Regions from separate parts of the Sus scrofa genome. Here region 1 is linked to region 2. A link is a contact called in public HiChIP or PLAC-seq data. All regions are on one chromosome and are shown on one strand. Each heading gives the region's core, a stretch centred on a gene start, on an enhancer-like site or on the middle of the called end of the contact. The rest is flanking DNA. Distances are from core to core; before and after follow the strand shown.

Region 1 (5,257 bases), core at 793-3,292, 150 kb before region 2:
AGCTTATTTATTACTTCCTTAGTAGGAAACTCACCAGGTTCTCCTACTGGGGTTGGACCCAATAATCAGGACCATCCCAGTCTTACAGTCAATTCTGAGAACTTTGCTTGGAGTCCTATTTTTAAATTTATGTCAGAGACAGCATCATCTATAATGAGAACTGTTATTAGGAGTAAAGTACAAAGGTTTCCTTGTCTTGGGCCATATCTTAAAGGAATTTATTGAAGAATGAAAAGCCATCCTAATAACAAGTACTCAGCAGTGAACTTTGAGGGTTACGTGCTCTCTTAAAGCTCTGGGGAATTCATAATAACAGTATTTACTTTTCTTCTGATTTATCTTGTGTAAGATACTGAAAATAAATTTATTTTTAAATGTTTCATTTAGCAATTCATAGCTTCCTCTAATTCTGTATCTCCTAACTGGAACTTCATTTGCATTCCCACTCCGGTAATCTCAAGGAGATAGCAGTTTGACTTGTATGTTAAGTTGGATTTACTTTTATTACAGGGAAGGAGGAAAACTTTTAGCTATGTAATTTAGTACTGACTTTGCTTAGGCTGTTTTCAAAAAGGTCATTTAACTAGTATTTTCGATGCATTGCCCTATGCATAGTTTGATATCTGTAACTGAATCTTTAATTCCCTTGTTATAACTGAGAGAGTTTCTCAAATCCTCGCCATGGCTCCACCATACTCATATTATGCTTTTATAGCAATTCCCTAGACTCATGAAGGTGAAGGATGAAGTTTATAATGGTATTGAATACCAAACTGTTGCTAGATTTATTCAGGAAGGCTGTTATATACTGGGGATCAAGTGACAGCTTAAAAGCTAGTATAATTTATCATCATCAGTTAATTTCCACTGGGTGTCCACTGGGTGCTGAACATTGTACAAGGCTTTTTTGTCAGCAGGTATGTGCCTGATAAGGTTGATGGGACTCCGAGAGACAGAATCTTGTCCTTAAGGCACTTGGCATATAATCAAAGGCAATTCAGCAAATGCCTAGAGTTGTCAAGCTGTGTGTACAAAACATATGTAACTGAAAATACTGGCTTTTGAAGGGTTTTTGTCAGCAAATTGAGATCCTGCTCTCATTAATACTATACAGCCACCAGAATAAAGAGGGTGACGTTGGGTTAGACTGAGAATAGCTATCTCCTATTGTTCAGTCCTTAGCTGGTCAGCACACATTTCTCTGTGTGTATATACACAGATATATTTGTTTCCTACGTATCATTTCAAAATATTTCTACCTAATGAGATCCAGTTATCTTTTGAACAAACACTGTGTATTTTGCCTCTCCCTAATGAGAGACAAATCAAAGTCACATGCAGATGATACATCTAGTACTAGTGTCATATAGTCATTATTCCACATACCTCTGGGTGATCTTTATTCCTCCTCTGAAATGATCCAGCAATCTGATCTCAATCACGTTTGGATGGAATGCCTCATGGTCTGGACCTTATGCTTTAAAACCTCTCTGCATAATGTGAAGAAGTAGAGGGTAGCCACGGTGTAAACTCACAAGTACAGTAACTGTCTAGGGAATACCATATTCCCCTGGTTGAGGATAATCCAGAAGATGCTGTGACCATGAACTCTGTTTCCCTAACCTTGACCTGGCTTCTGTGGCCAGTGTTGGGCATCCTTTATGGTTATCTCTGAGAAGGGCTTCGGAGAGGTTTCCCTTACAGGGGGCTTAGCAGTTCTTTCCTGTTGGTAACAAGGACGTAGAATGAGGGATTGCTTTAGGGTGGAATGGTCACAAGTCTTTACTTGCTAGGCTACACATTTTTTTCTAGCAATATAATTTCTTTAATGTCTTTATTCGTTGCTTATCAATATCCTCCCACCTTTTTTGTTTGAAGATGGTGGTAGCATACTTCCTTTTCTGGTCACTGTCACAGAAAGTTGTGTCAAATAACGATCTTTGAGAGGGTCCCTTGCTTTACCACTTTTGCTTTAGCACTCAGGGCTTTCTCTGTCTCCTTTAGATTTGATTTAATGGCTTCCGGCCACTAGCTTTACTTCTGTGGGTGGTGAGGCTTGACCCAGGCTGGTTCCTTCCCCTGTGAAGGAGTTACATAAACTGCTGAGTGGGAGAAGCGCTTGAGAGAACCTGGAGTTTCAGGCTTCCATTTTTGCACCTCCCTGATACCCCCTCTTCCATGTTCCAGCACCTGAAATATTCCTAATCAGCACGATGCATTTAGGCTGCAAACAAATAATTTGGCTGCTGAAGTTTTGATAACACATCTGAACTTGAGTGGTCCCACATCACTGGCTACCAGGGCTGTTGTTTATGGCTTTATATCTGTGAATTGCACAAAGGCAAGTGGGGGCAGAAATCTAGCCTGTGCTCTCCTCACCAAGGCTTGCACTCAGGCAGGAAAGCCTTTTTGTTGATTTGCATATAACTGTCCAGGTTTCCCAGCAATTCTTGCTGTAAAGACAGTCTTTTTCCCATTTCATGTTCTTGCCTCCTCTGTCAAAGATTCATTGACCGTCAGTGTCTGGGTTTATTTCTGGGTTCTCTATTCTGTCCCATTGGTCAGTATGTCTGTTTTGGTACCAGTACCACACAGTCTTGATGACTGTGGCTTTGTAATAGTGCCTGAAGTCTGGGAGGGTTATGCCTCTTGCTTGGTTTTTGTTCCTCAGAATTTCTTTGGCAATTCTGGGTCTTTTGTGATTCCATAGAAATTTTTGGATTGTTTGTTCTAGTTCTGTGAAAAATGTCATGGGTAATTTGATAGGGATTGCATTGGATCTGTAGATTGCTTTGGGTAGTATGGCCATTGTTACAACATTAATTTTTCCAACCCAGGAGCATGGAATGTCTAAGTTTGTCTCTACAGAGGGGAGTGCCTCTTTAGATTTACACAATAGCACATTTATTTGTGTGTTTCTGGCTTTGGCTGTATTGCTTTCTTGCAGGTAAACAAAACAAATAAACAAAAAACTTTCTTTTTAAAACTGTCTACTTTTTCTGGTAGGCTTTTATGTTGGCCAGTCAGAATGAATTTGTTATTTATTGTAGCAGCCACCAAAAGCCATGAGAAATCCAATATACCAATATATGGGTAGATTGCTGCAGAGTACCCTAAAGCATCAGGCTTTATGTGTATACAAGCAGTGTTCCAAGAGCTGATGGCTGCTTAGTCTAATTGACTATTTTGCTGCAATTTCATATTGACTGCTGATTTTCCAGCATAGGATGGAGTGATCTTCATTTTCCTCAATCTTGCCTTGGTTAGTTTTGTATTTTAATAGCCTTCTGATGCAGGTTTTTCTGTTTGATGTGAGTCCTTCATTTCAAGTTTTTTTGAGTTGTATCTTGCTCCACCAGAGCCCCTTATCACCCAGGGGAGGGCTAAAGTCACCCAGAGGCAGAGCGGGGTCTAAGACCCATGTCAGAAAGCAGTTCTGCACCTACCCAAGTATGTGGATGTGTGTATTAAGTAGAAACCTAAGAGTGCAGCACACTTCTTAAGGGGGTGTCTTTTTATATGCTTTGTGGTCCTTGAAAGCTGTAATCAGTGTGTAAAGCCTCTGGGTGAATTCTGAATTTTCAAATATTTGAGATTTTCAGTATTTGCTTTTTGAGTGCTATTCACCCTCATTTTACTGTGGTATATGTTGCTTTGTGTTTGTACATGTTAAGTATTTCTGGTGTGTTATTTAAAAAGGTAAGACTTGAATATGGTCTATCCCTTTGTGATAGACAGTCAAATAAGCTGCTTTTCAAGTGATTTCTTAGGAAATATAGTAATAGTTTTAAAAATCTTTGCTCATAAACCTCATGGTGAAACACTATCAGGATCAAAAACATGTTTAACTAATGGTCTGATCCTTCTTGACTTGTTGTGGTTTTGAGAATTCTGAGAACTTCTGTTTGTTGAAACATCTAAGGGTAACAGTAGGACTTTTCCAAACTTCTGCTTGTCCACTAATTGATCTTAAACAAAGGAAATGCCTTTTTATATCTAAAATAAAATACATACATATTATATATGTGTGTAATATATACATATATATATATATATATTTGTCCTGAAGATGCCCAAGATTACTATCAGAAAACTCGAGTCATTCTTCAAAGAACATGAAGGCATTATATTCCTGATTAAATAACCATATTAAAAAAATTTCAGTGTGTAAAGTAGATTTTTGGAAGACCATGCCTTTGTGCTATCTTCTTATTCATGTTTTCTGTTGTACACAAACACTGTTGAGGATATTTGTTTTTCTGCACAATCTAGGTACAAATACATTTATTCATATATTTATAATGTTATAAATAATTATAAACAGAAGTCACTTTATTTGTTGAATCAAATGGTGGAAATACCTGCTGAATCAGAGAACAAAGGAGACCACAGTAAACAGATTCCATCTTCACTGTGGGCATATATGGGAGGACAATATGATCTTTTAATGTATACATCAAGTTTGTAGACAGCAAGCCATAAGGACACCTGCTCACTTAAACTGAAAATGTTCTACTCTCAAATACATGAGAATCGGCCTCTGTTACCCAGATAAGTTAACTAAAAACTGTGAAGTACAATAGGTAGCATAAAGTTAGGCCAAATTTGTCATTCATTTGAGGATAAAAATAAGCATTAGAGAAAAGCTCCATTTGGAGGGGATTTAATAAAGATTTTTTTATTATTCATTGGTGTACCGTATGGGGACTTTTCAGTAATAAATGCAAATATTAGAATGTAGATTGCTTTCCTTAATAATCTTAATTTTTGAATTGATTTTTCTGTTTGTATATGTATTTGAAACATGTTTACTTATAAGAAGGTTTGAGGTTGATTTATAGGAAAAAAAAAACTGGGAACATAGAATAAAAAATAAAAGCCAAGTAATAAATCAGAAACAGGAAATGGGGGAGGGAAGATTAGGTAGGGGAGAGTGAAGAGTGAGAAATCAATGGGGTGGAACTGGGAAAACAAACCTCTCCAGGCCCATGAGGATCTATTATTTTCTCTGATTTTGCCAGGGAAGGTCCTACTGCCCGGGGATAGGAAGTAACTTTCTCAAGCTCACAGAATCGGGAATTGCTAACTCCAGAATTCAAACCCTAGTGGGTCTTGTTTGTTAAAGCCTGCGTGCTTCATACCATCTGTTGTTGCTGGTATCTTGTTGAAGAAAATCTTGTGTACAAATTGCTTCTGATGTAAAGGTGACCAACTGGTCCCAGTTTGCCTGGGACAGTCCTGGTTTTAAAATTACAAA
Region 2 (4,900 bases), core at 131-2,630:
TTTTTTTGGAGAAAACAAGCTTTGCTTTCTAACTAAAGTTTAATAATATACTCAGAAATTATATTCTATTAGTTTTTAAGTACTCAAGAAAGAACAAATGCCTTCTGGAATTTTATTTACCCAAATGTGTTTTGAAATATATTACTCAATCGAGGTTTTTTTAGGAAAATAAACATGTTATTTCATTTCTTAATAATTCAAGCCCACTTACAACACTCACTTGTTCTTTCATAGAATACCAGTCTTGACCTCATATATGTGTAATAAATGACCTTCCAAGATAATGAATGTTTTTAAGCTTTTTTTTTGGGGGGGGGGATTTATGTTGTTGGCTCACCAACTATTCCCAGGAAAAATGAGGTAGAATACTTCCAAATATGCCCTTCTCACCTTCCTCCTCACACCTTTCCTTCCTGCCAAATTCTTGTTTTCACAGTTGTATTTTGTTACTGATGCTCACTCTGTGTGGTCCCTTTTCAATAAAGAAATAGAGAACACCCTGATTGCTTTTCTCTCTTGCTGTAATTCAAGACTCTTGGAATTTGGAGAGCCAGTGATTTGCTCTCTGCATCCCTCTTCCTGTCTTTCTTCCTGGATCTAAGCTTGTGAGATGGATGGGATGGACACTGAACACAAGGTACTCATGACTAGGCGATGGAGCAGATGCTTATCCCAGTGCTTTTCTCTAGGTGCATCTACACTTGCAGTCCATGCATTATGGCTGAATTGTCAGATTAGTTAGTGAAACAATTTGTTCTTTCTAATGAATTAAGTGGCTGGTTAGTTAAGATGAAAACCACAGTCCTAAACTGATAGGATAAAATGGTGATTTGTGTAAGGATATCCTAATTATTTACAAAAAAATGTAGAGCAGTGTCATGCTTAGTATGCATTCTGGAAAATACAAAGGTAATGTGATCTGGCTCTGCCACTGCACAGAGAGCATGTTAAGTGGACAATGTTCTTGTTTTTAATTTATCATTCTGATATACTGTATATGTAGAGCTTTAAATGGAATACTTCTAAAATATTACTGTGTTGATGAGATGCAGATTTGGAAAAAATAAAATTTTAAAGAAGTAGGTACAGTGGAAATTTAAAAAAAATAGAAAATATGAGTCTAGCTTAAAATTATGTCATAAATCCCTTTAGAATATAGCAGAGAACAATATAGTCTCACATCCTACAGTGCCCTTTGTTCTGCAATCCTAGAGCACTTAACAATGAATACAGTTAAAATTAGCATCAAGCAATCAATTTCCTAAAGGAATTGTTGTAGACAAATGAAAGCAAAACAAATCAGTTTAAAGTTTAGACTGAAGAAATTAACCATGGGGCTTTCTTTAATTTCACAATGTCTTCCAAGTCAGAGGCCATGTGACTACAGATTTCTGAGTTGGAATTTGGTTGCTAAGAACAACAACCACAATATAACTGATCTTCACATAATGCATTACATACTGGCACCAGAAGTTTAACTTCAACTTCAATCCTTCAATGATCCTGTGAGGTAACGTATTAGTTTCTTTGTGCTGCTCTAACAAATTGCCACAAACTTGGAGGCATACAAAATAGAAATCTACTATCTAGTAATGCTGTAGTCTAGCAACCTCAAATTCAGTGAAGAGGCTCTACCTCTGAGGGTTCTTAGAGGTAATCTATTCTCTGGCTTTTCCAGCTTCTTGTGGCTGTTGGCATTTTTTGTCTTGTGGCTGTATCATTCCAATCTCTGTCTGCATGGTTACATTGCCTCCCCTACTGTCTGTCTCCTCTGTGTCTCTTATAAGTGAACTTGTCATTAGATTTGTGCTCATTTGGATATTCCAGGATGACCACCTCATCTCAAGATCTTTAACGCAATGACATCTGCAAAGACCCTTTTCCAAATTAAAGTAACATTTGCAGGATCCAGGGACTAGGATATGGACATAGTCCTTGGAGGCCACCATTCAACTCACTACAGATAGAACATATTACTATATTCATACAAATGAAGAACATGAGGCACAATAGCTAACATCTATTGGACAACATGGTGGGCATGATTCTATTTTATGTACACTGTACTGTGTCTTTAATGTTCATAAACATCCCATGAGGTAGGTATAATTATTATTATTGGCATTCCACAGATAGGACAACTAGGGCTGAAAGAATGTGCATAATTGATCACAGCTTATAAACAGTAAAGCCAGGATTCAAGTGCAGGAATACATGATTCCAGAGCCTACACACTAAAACACTGAGTAACCTCATTCCTCCAAATTCTATGATGTACCTTAGGAGGATCAAGTGGAGTGGGAATACCACACGGTATTGAGATAAATCCTTAGACTTCAGATTGCTACTATGCTGCTTACTTGTAAGCACAATGCAATGACCTTTTAGAATGAGTTTCTTTATGCATAAAGTAGAATTGTTAATTATAATAATTTACCTATTTCACAACTTACCCCCCAGCCCCATGGGTGCTGAATACTTTTATCAATGTTATTGAGGAATAATTAAGTACAATAGATGCACCTATTTAAATTGAACACATTATTCAATTCCATATACTTTGAAAGTTGTATGTATGTGAAAGCACTACCACAGTTAAGACACAAAAGATGTCCATCACTCCACAAAGATGATTCCTCACCCTTTGAAGTCTATCCCTTTTTCTTTCCGTGTCTCCAGGCAACCACTAATTTGCTTTTGCTTCTCATTAAAATTTAATCATATAATACCTACTCTGTGTCTGACATCTTTCATTTAGTATAATGTGTTCAAGGCTCACCCATGTTTTTGCATTCATCAAAAATCCATGCCCCTTTATTGCTGAGTAGTATTCCATTGTATGGATACAACACATTTTGTTTATCCATTCACCTACTGATGGATGTTTGGGGTATTTCCAGTTGTTAGCTAATGTGACTAAAGCAGCTAGCTATAAATATTTGTTTACAAAGAGTTTGTGAAAACATAGGTTTTCACTTCTCTTAGGTAAATATCTAGGAGTGGAATGTCTGGGTCGTATGATAGGTAGAAGTGTATGTGTTTAGTAACTGTCAAGCAGTTTCTCTAATCAGTTGCCTCAACATACATTCTGATGTAATTTGTTAAACTTGGTGCTACTGGTAATCAAGACTATTTAAGAAGATATTAAAGTAGTTCAGGTAGAAGGTATAAGGACTAAACTAATGTGGTGGTTTTTAAGGATGGAAGATTTGTCTTTAAGAACTACCTTCCTTGGAGGAAAATATGTACAAAATCTGGTGATTTTTATTAAATGTATGCAGGGAGGAAGGAGTCAAGAACAACTCCCAGTTTGCTAGTAAAGTCAGGGGTCTCAATTTGAGCTTATGCATATTTGGTTTCAAAACAAGTCCATGATTGTTTTGTGGATGAGTAACTTGCTAGAAGTCTATGTGTGGGAGAGTCACAGGACTTCTTACAAGTTAGAGATCATCAGAGAAGTGGATTGCCATCAGACTCACAGACTTGATTCACTAACAAAGACTTAGTTGTTAGAGGAATACGGCTTATTTTCTGTCCCTCAGATTTATCTTTGGCCCCTTTTCCTTCAGATTATTTTATAAATTCTAGCAGAAAATATCATTTAAGTAAAAATGGCAAAATCTTTAAAGCATCAAGAGCCATTGTCATTGGGCCTCCTTTGCTTTGTCTCATCTGATTTTTGTTTCTTGGTTTCCCCTTTCCTACCATCTTTTGAAGTAATAGACTTTGGGGATTCAAGTTTAATTCCTCTTCTGTCTTTTAGCTATCTCTCCATGCATTTTTAAATGGTTCCTCTGGGGATTACATTATGCATCGTTAACTTATCAGAGTCTATTTAGAATTAATATTCTACCACTTCTCATAAATTATAGGAAACTTAGAATAGCACAGTCCCATTTACTTTCTGCCCTTTGTGCTGCTAGTGTTTTATATATCCACATATGACCCAACATCACAACATAAGTTATATTTCCTTTAAATAGTCATATGATGTTTAAATTGAGAGAAGAAAAGTAGATAAGATATTTTATGCCATTTCTGGTCTTCATTACTTCATGAAGATTAGAACTTCACCCTTTTGCCTAAAGAACTTTAACATTTCTCATAGTACAGATCTGCTGGTTCCAAATTCTCTCCATTATCTCAAAGTTATCTCAAAATGTCTTCATTTACATTTCATTTTTGAGGGATATTCTCACTGGAAATAAAATTTTACGTTAATAGAGTTTTATATGCCTTTTATTGCTTTAAAGATCATCCAACTGCTTTCTGGCCTCCAATTTTTTTTTCTGATTAGAAAAGAGATATCATCTGTATTACTAGCTCTATGCATAATGTGTTTATTTTCTCTAGATGCTTTCAAAAATTTTCCTTTTTCTTTAGATTTCAGTGGTTTGGCTATAGATACACAGTGTGATTTTCTTAGTATTTATCCTGAATGGGTCTGCTGAACTGCTTGAATCTATAAATTAATGGATTTCATCAAATTTGATAATTTTTGGTCATTATTTCTTCAAATAGTTTTTCCCTGCTCCAGTCTATCTCTTCTTCTGGGACTCCAATAACATGTATAATAAACTGCTTAATTTTATCCCACAATTCACTAATTCACTTATTAATTTTTCTTCAGTGTTTTTCTCTGTGTTTTCAGACTGCATAATTTCTATTGATCTTTCAGTTTAATGATTTTTCATCTGCCATCACTAATTTGATTAGTCAATTCAGCATATTTTTTAATTTCAATTATGGTAGTTTTTCAATTCTAAAATTTCAATTTCATTATGGGTTCTATTTTATAGTTCCCATTTCTCTGCTGAGATTTCCCATCAGTTCGTTTATTATAGTTATAATTTTGTTTAAGTCCTGAACATATTTATATTAGTTGTTTGCCTGGCAATGC

The links. HiChIP or PLAC-seq counts read pairs in DNA pulled down with a chosen protein or histone mark.
Region 1: an H3K27ac HiChIP or PLAC-seq map of alveolar macrophages shows a contact between it and region 2. The contact joins two enhancer-like sites. A contact is called at or near these places in 1 of 47 Hi-C or Micro-C datasets (embryonic fibroblasts) and 1 of 2 datasets of contacts at active chromatin or transcription factors (alveolar macrophages).

What each region holds. Positions count from the first base shown.
Region 1 is chr18:31,074,151-31,079,407 of Sscrofa11.1, reverse strand. All of the region lies in intron 2 of MDFIC (myoD family inhibitor domain-containing protein), which reads left to right. Among named protein-coding and RNA genes, the nearest start is that of MDFIC, 49 kb to the left of the region's middle. Within about 2 kb of position 2,042, at least 1 of the 83 cell types and tissues checked has an H3K27ac peak or open chromatin away from gene starts, as enhancers often do. A contact at or near this core is called in alveolar macrophages, where this site is marked.
Region 2 is chr18:30,928,056-30,932,955 of Sscrofa11.1, reverse strand. The region is part of intron 1 of LOC106506806 (a long non-coding RNA gene); the gene reads right to left. Among named protein-coding and RNA genes, the nearest start is that of MDFIC, 200 kb to the left of the region's middle. Within about 2 kb of position 1,380, at least 4 of the 83 cell types and tissues checked have an H3K27ac peak or open chromatin away from gene starts, as enhancers often do. A contact at or near this core is called in alveolar macrophages, where this site is marked.